Regions from separate parts of the Hordeum vulgare genome. Here region 1 is linked to region 2. The links are chromatin contacts, called in public Hi-C maps. All regions are on one chromosome and are shown on one strand. The core of a region is the stretch at or near the end of the contact, and the rest is flanking DNA. Distances in the headings are between cores, read along the strand shown. Region 1 holds the start of LOC123444801 (bZIP transcription factor 12-like). Region 2 holds the start of LOC123444798 (sterol 3-beta-glucosyltransferase UGT80B1).

Region 1 (3,301 bases), core at 163-2,662, 220 kb before region 2:
TCACTCATTTCACTTCTTATGTAGTTTGTAGTAAAATTTCTAGAAAGATTTATATTTAAAAACGAAGTGAGCAGTTAGCAAATGAAATCCTAATAACTTCAATCGTGTGGCATATTATTATGTGGCAAACAAAGAAATGCACCCTCTGTTCACACAAATATAAGACGCTTTGGCAGTTTAAATTAAACACACCTCTTTAAGCCGTCTCTGGTTTGCCTCCTCCTGGAACACACATAAAACATATCACCATCAGAGTTTGCTAAAACTGTAAGAACACACATCCGTTGAGACGAACATGCAATGCAAGATCTTTGAAAATACAGCTTGTCTTTCTCAAAAAGTAAAAGAAAACTCAGAACTTGAAGAAACAGCTCCGTCACATATATATTCGGCCTCAAACCACGAGAGGACAAGTGGGAGGGAGCAATACCTGTTCTTTGGACAGGTGGGCGTTCTCCTCTTCGAGCTGCGTGACCAACGACTCGAGCTCGGCTATGTAGGCCTGACCAACCAAAAATATTACCGCCAAACCACTCAGTTAAATTCACTTGATCAAGACTTCAGAAGGAGCTTTCGATGCCTGTAAAGAGGTAAAAGGCAGTACGTAACGAGTTTGTACCGCCCACCTGCTTCCTCTCTCGCGACCTCGCCGCCGACTCGCGGTTCTTGATCATCCGCTTCTGCCGCTGCATCGCGGCGCGGTCCATGGGGTCCAGGAGCTGCCGCTTCCTCCCCCTCACGCCGCCGCCCCGCGCCCCGCCGATAAACCCCGTCGTCGGCGTCGCCGCGTGCTCCTCCGGCGCCGCGGAAGAAGGGCCGGGGGCCCTGACGACGGCGCCGTCCTCCCTCGCCAGGAAGTCCTCCAGCGTCATCTCCGCGGCCCCGCCGGCGGAGGCCTCCTCCTCCCCGCCGCTGCCGCCGGTGATCTCCCTCCACACCTCGTCCGCCGTCCGCCGCGCGGTGACAGCCGCCGGGGGCGGCGGGACGGGGGGCGACGCCGGCCGGTCGGGCGCAGGCGTGGGGGCGTCGCCGTAGATGCCGCGGAGCAGCTCCTCCACGTTCATGGACCCCAGCCCGCTGCCGCCCCCGCCGCCGGGCCTCCCCGCGGCCTGCGCGAAGCGCGCGAGATCCGACGCCGTGTGCGACGGCTTCGACGACGCCATCACCCTCGACGACGCCATGCGGCCGCGCCTAGGCCCTCCTCCAGGCCATCGCCGCGGCCGCGCCTCACGGTTCAGCTCCGTCCCGTCCCCGTCGGAGCAGCGCGGGGCGGTGGTTGGTCCGGTTGGTTGGCGTCGCGCGCGTGCTCTCGGCTTCTCGTGGCTTCCCCTCCTCGGCCGAGTGTTACGGAAGGTGCGCGTGATTACGGCGCGAGTGACCACTGACCGGCGCGATGTGATCGTATCGGCGGGGAAGATGGGGCGGGGGGTTTATAGCCGTCGATTGCCCAATGATTGACCGCGCTTTCGCGCGGGTTCGGGGTTTGATTTGACCGCCGTCCGATCGGGCGCGCCGGCAGGCCCGTTGGATTGCTTCCCCTTGCCTTTTTCTGACCTGGCCCCGCTGGGCAGGTGACGTACACTGTGGGTGCCCCAGGGTAAACAGGGTGAGGATAAGCTGGGATCGACTGCGCGGGCTCCTCTCTCTGAGGCCGTTCCGTGTCTCATTTGTATGTACTTTTTTAACGGGATACAAATGTATAATATGCACGTACACTTATTTTTATGAATTCATTCACGTATACTTTATTCATATGAGTATCTTTGAAATACTGAATCGATATATTTATTGATGAAGTCTTTTGGAGTTCAATGAAGGCAGGGCCGGCCCTAGGGGCACGGGGCAAACACCTCCCCCCCCCCCCCCAAAACTAGGGGCCCCCAGCCAGGTATGTATATACATGCGAGGCCTTTCAGTTCCAGCGGTACGATTCCGTCACACAGTAGCATCATGATTAGAAACAACGACATGATTAGGTGAGTAGGCATTAGAACAGGGTGGAACTGTACACGCTTGGGTCGAGCGACATGTACGCCTTGATTAGCGATGGCCTCTTCCTCCTTCACGTAAAGAAATAAATCAAAAAGGTTGTATAATCTGCAGCGATTTTGCAGGCTCCCAACCCTAGCTCACCGCCGTCGCCTAAACGCCGCACTGCAGCCTACAGGTCTGCCTTCGTCCATCATCGCGCTCCTAATTCAGGTCGGCCTTCTCCCATCACCACGTTCCTAATTCTATTCTCCTAATCTCCTTCCTAATTCAGTTCACATCTAATTTCAGTTCAAGGGCCTCATCATTTTCCTGTTCTAGTGTAAACTATCACATGATGCTAACTAATTGTTTTTTATAGATCAAACCTTGCTCAGGGTCAAGGTTGTCGTCATCGCAGAGTTCAGATATTATTCCTATCAACATCACCATGTCTATCTCACACTTAGAAATCAAAGCAAGTAGTATACCACTATAAATACATATAGTGTTGAAATCTGTGATGGGCCTTAGGCCCATGAGACAATTTCAGAAATCTCTAAGGGCCCATGTAGGTGGTGGCAATGATAAGGAGTGGTGGGAAGTTTAGTCCCACCTTGCTAGCGGAGGGGGAGTTGGACCCCTTTATAAGGGTCTCTATTCTACATGCTATTGAAGCATGAGAAGAGAAGAGGCCCTTGCGCACTCCTCCTCTGTCGCCTGCCTCGCCACGCCTCATCAGAACGCAGGTTGCGGGAATGAGCCGAGCCGAACTCATACCTACGCGCTTATTTTTGTCGGTCGAGAACGGAGAGTACGTAACGGACACGCCATGATCGGAGACGTCGAATCGTGGGCTGTTACCGACTCGGACGTGGGCACCTGGCCGCCTATATAAGCAGGGCTAACGCCAACCCTAGCCGTCACGAGATCAAATCGCCTCTGTCTCAGGCGCTCGTTCCTTTTGCTGCTGCTGCCGCCGGCGATTCCGTCCCGTTCACCGCGTACACGGTCGACGGGAGAGCGGGCCTATGAAACCCCACCTCTCCGGATCCTGTACGGGAGAGGGGCGATTAGGTTTTCGGGAGCGATCACGCGACTGCTCGCCCCCGTACGTCTGCTTCGTCTACGTCCGTGTCGCCCTCGTCATCGCCATGGCTTCACCAACCGAAGCCGACCGTCTCGCCCGCGAGAAGGCCGAAGCCGAGAAGAAGGTGGCACATGATGCCGCCGCCGCCATCGCTGCTGCTACGGCCAACTGGCCGATCGGAGGGCATAACTCGCTTATCTCGTTCCTGTTTACTTTACCTCTAGTAGTACTACCTGTATACGT
Region 2 (3,318 bases), core at 273-2,772:
CTAGCACCCTTTGGGCACTTGCGAAAATGTTCCTGTATCCACGAGAACAACACGTCGGATGGCCTAGGATCCTTCCTGGTTTCATGAGTCCACGACTCATGTTCAACACCAACCAATGCTGCAACCCGTTGTCGCCATCCATCAGACCTAACCTTCCTAGTAAGAGCCCTGCCCTCGATCGAAAGCCCGGTGATCATATCAATATCCTCCAAAGTTATGGTCATCTCACCAAGAGCAAGGTGAAAAGAGTGCGTCTCAGGCTTCCAACGGTCCGTAAGGGTGGTAAGGGATGTGGTGCTCAACCATGGTGGTGTGCCTTTAAAGTTGAGCACAAACTAAAGAAGATCCATTCTTCTAAAATAAGGCTCGTACCGAGGGTCATATAAGAGAGATTCATTCGGGTTGTGCCCCCTCAACCGAAGTAGTGGAGGAACCTAAACAAACAAACACATAATTTATTACTTCTCACAACTTGTCACAATATGAAAATCAACCAATATAGAAAGATAATCATCAAGACCAGGATAATTACCTCCCCTCTTTCCACTAGCACCGCACGATGCTTCTGCTCATAGAAATCATCAAGGCTCGGATATTTATCCGGCTGAAACATCCTAAATAATATAAACAAATACTTTTAGGATATGCATTCACCATCACACTTGCAACTATAAAAAATACACAAATTTACATCATGATTCGCAATGCACTCATTCTTGGCCAACCCTCATCCGTACTACTAAATCATATGATACTAGACAACTAAATCATCACCAAAATTTGTTTTACTAGAAAACCTAGGTTGCACCTAGTGCCATAAAAAGCTCAAAAAAATACAAAGTTATTGCAAGAAGTGATTGGAGGGATTGAAGGAGCTTACCGGCCTCTTCGATTTGCCCCAAAGATTCGCAAAAATGGTTGAGGGAGGAGGAAGATCGAAGGGGGGGGGGTCGGGAGGAGGAGAGAGGCGTTTTTCACCTTTGTTCGCAGGGAGGAGAGGAGGAAGAGCGGGTGGATGGGTGGGTGGTGGGGCGGGCCGAAACAGATATAGGCCGTAGAAACGCTAGGCTGCTTGACGTTGCGGTTGTGGTCGAAAACGCGCAGTAGTCTGGCGTTGCCGTTGTGGCCGGCAACGCAGAGTGGACCGGCGTTTCATAGTTTACCAGCGACGCCGCGGACTGTGGTACTACCTCCGTCACGGTTTAGAAGGCACAGTTAAATTTACGTGCATTTCCATAATAGACAAGGTTTAAGGCGCATTGCATTTACTCCTAATAGCTAATTAATATTTCGTTGTACTACTTCTATATGCATGAATGCTTTTTTAAACTCATTTCACATACCTCAATGTAATTAGATCGATCTTAAATGTTTCCCTATTTTTTGGATATTTATCTCCAAAGCTTCCTCACAGGCCACAGCCGCTACGGTCTTCTGGCCTGCTTGGGCCCACGACCACGTTGCCAGCTTCCAGTCGGCCAGGAGGCCATTGACTCGCCCACACCAGCGGAAGCGGCATCTCGCACGGGGCTCCACCTCCCCTCGTCGTTCCCGCACCAAACGCCAGCGAGTCCACCTCCACCTCCACCTCCACCTCACCCTTCTCTCTCTGGAGCGAGCCGGCACGGCAGCCTCGTAGCTGCACGCCTGCACGTCCCTCTCCGCCCCTCACCTCGCGCCGCGCCCACACTCCCACGAGGGCCTCGAAGCTCTCGCCTTCCACGCGGCGCGGCCAATGCGAACGCGGCGTCGCGGGCGCCAGTAGCACAGCATCCCCCCCGGCCCGGTCGGGTCAACCCCGCCGTCGTCGTCCACGCGGGCGGGGGGTATGGGGCGCAACAGCGAAACGTCGGTGGCCGGAGAGGGGAGCGGGAGCGGCGACCTTCGGAGGAGGAGAGGGGGCCGGGACGGGGCGGGCGCCTCGTCCTCGTCTTCCTCCTCCTTCGCCGAGGGGACGAGGGAGTTCGTGCTGAGCTCCATGGACGAGAGGTTCTCCGGATCGGTCGACGCCGATGGGTTCCCCTCCTCGCGTCGTGAAGGTTCGCCTCGAGTTTTTTTTTTTTTTGTTCTGTGCCTGGTCCCTGGTGGGCGCATGATCTGTAAGGATTCAGCAATACACCTGTGTTCTGAATTTGAGACGTCAGGGGGTTTATATTCAGAAAGGCAAACCTTGCCTTTGGTGTCGTCGAGTTCAGTATCACTGACAATGTAAATGTCTGACGGATTGGGTGGTTTACGTTATAGTATGAAAAAAGGGGCCTGCCTTTATGCTTTTAGTCAAGGTAACCTCGAAATATTGAAGTGGAAGAGTTCAGCCCAAGGTGTAAACCGTAGTGTTGAGTGTAGCTGGTAGCTGCGCTAGGCCTTATAATTTTGCTCCTGCTGTGGAGAACTAGTGGACTGGTTATCATTACAATATTTTGATTTTGATTTCTGTGGTTCATCCTAGTCATGTTCTTTCTTTATCAAGCTATAGTGATTTCAGTTCCTCCTAAAAGGAATAATCGTGTTTTGAATGGAACTGTACGGAACACCATGTAGAAATCATCTGTCTCAAACGGTCAATGTTTTTTTTTTTGAGAGAACTCAAATTCTCAATGTTAGTGTTGCAATTTACTCTCTCCGTCCCATAATATTAGAGCGTTTTTGACACTACACTGTGTCAAACATGCTCTTATATTATGGGATGGAGGGAGTAGTTCCCAATTGTATCAGTTGGGTCGACTGATGACGCCACTTTGCTCTCTATTCAGAATTAAGTCATTTTCGCTTGTTAAAAAAAATCTGGAAAATCAACTAATAGAACAACAGAAATGTTAACGTGTACAGCACAATTACCTTATTCTGTATGTGCATTTTTTCTCTGAAACATCATTGTTTATAGCGTTGTTCTGGATTTCTACAGGATTCGGGCATAGTAAATCCACAACTGCAACTTCTGGTCGTTTTAGAGGACAAGATCATGCTTTTGTAAGATCATACTCTGATAGGTTGCTTAAATGTGACCTCACGTTGGATATGCTATCAGAAAATGATAAGGTAAGCCTGCTAGCACATACTTTGATTGATACCTTTGCACATTTGGTATACCATGTGTTATTTTTCCTCAAGAACTGTTTACATGCTGTGAAATTTGTCAGTCAGTCTGTATTTTTACCAGTGATGCAATAGTTTTGTTGACCTTCTAATATTAAGAGTTGGTGGTAGTGCATACTAGCCTCCTCCAGTGGAGTGATATATAGCTGCAGTTATGACTCTGTCTGCTCGGTTATGCTTGTCCCAAGAATAGATTGATGTTTGGTCTGCTGTTTACCACAA

The links. Hi-C and Micro-C count contacts between places; a contact is called where the count stands out from the background.
Region 1: a contact with region 2 is called in a Hi-C map of leaf, with 5 times the contacts expected there. The contact joins the promoter of LOC123444801 here to the promoter of LOC123444798 in region 2. A contact is called at or near these places in 3 of 6 Hi-C or Micro-C datasets (leaf and seedling) and 1 of 1 datasets of contacts at active chromatin or transcription factors (embryo).

What each region holds. Positions count from the first base shown.
Region 1 is chr3H:538,123,603-538,126,903 of MorexV3_pseudomolecules_assembly, reverse strand. It overlaps LOC123444801 (bZIP transcription factor 12-like), which reads right to left and starts at 1,412. Exons shown (of 4, transcript XM_045121649.1): 1 at 627-1,412; 2 at 431-502; 3 at 193-222. The coding sequence starts at 1,181.
Region 2 is chr3H:537,906,321-537,909,638 of MorexV3_pseudomolecules_assembly, reverse strand. LOC123444798 (sterol 3-beta-glucosyltransferase UGT80B1) reads left to right here and starts at 1,522. Exons shown (of 14, transcript XM_045121646.1): 1 at 1,522-2,039; 2 at 2,906-3,039. The coding sequence starts at 1,829.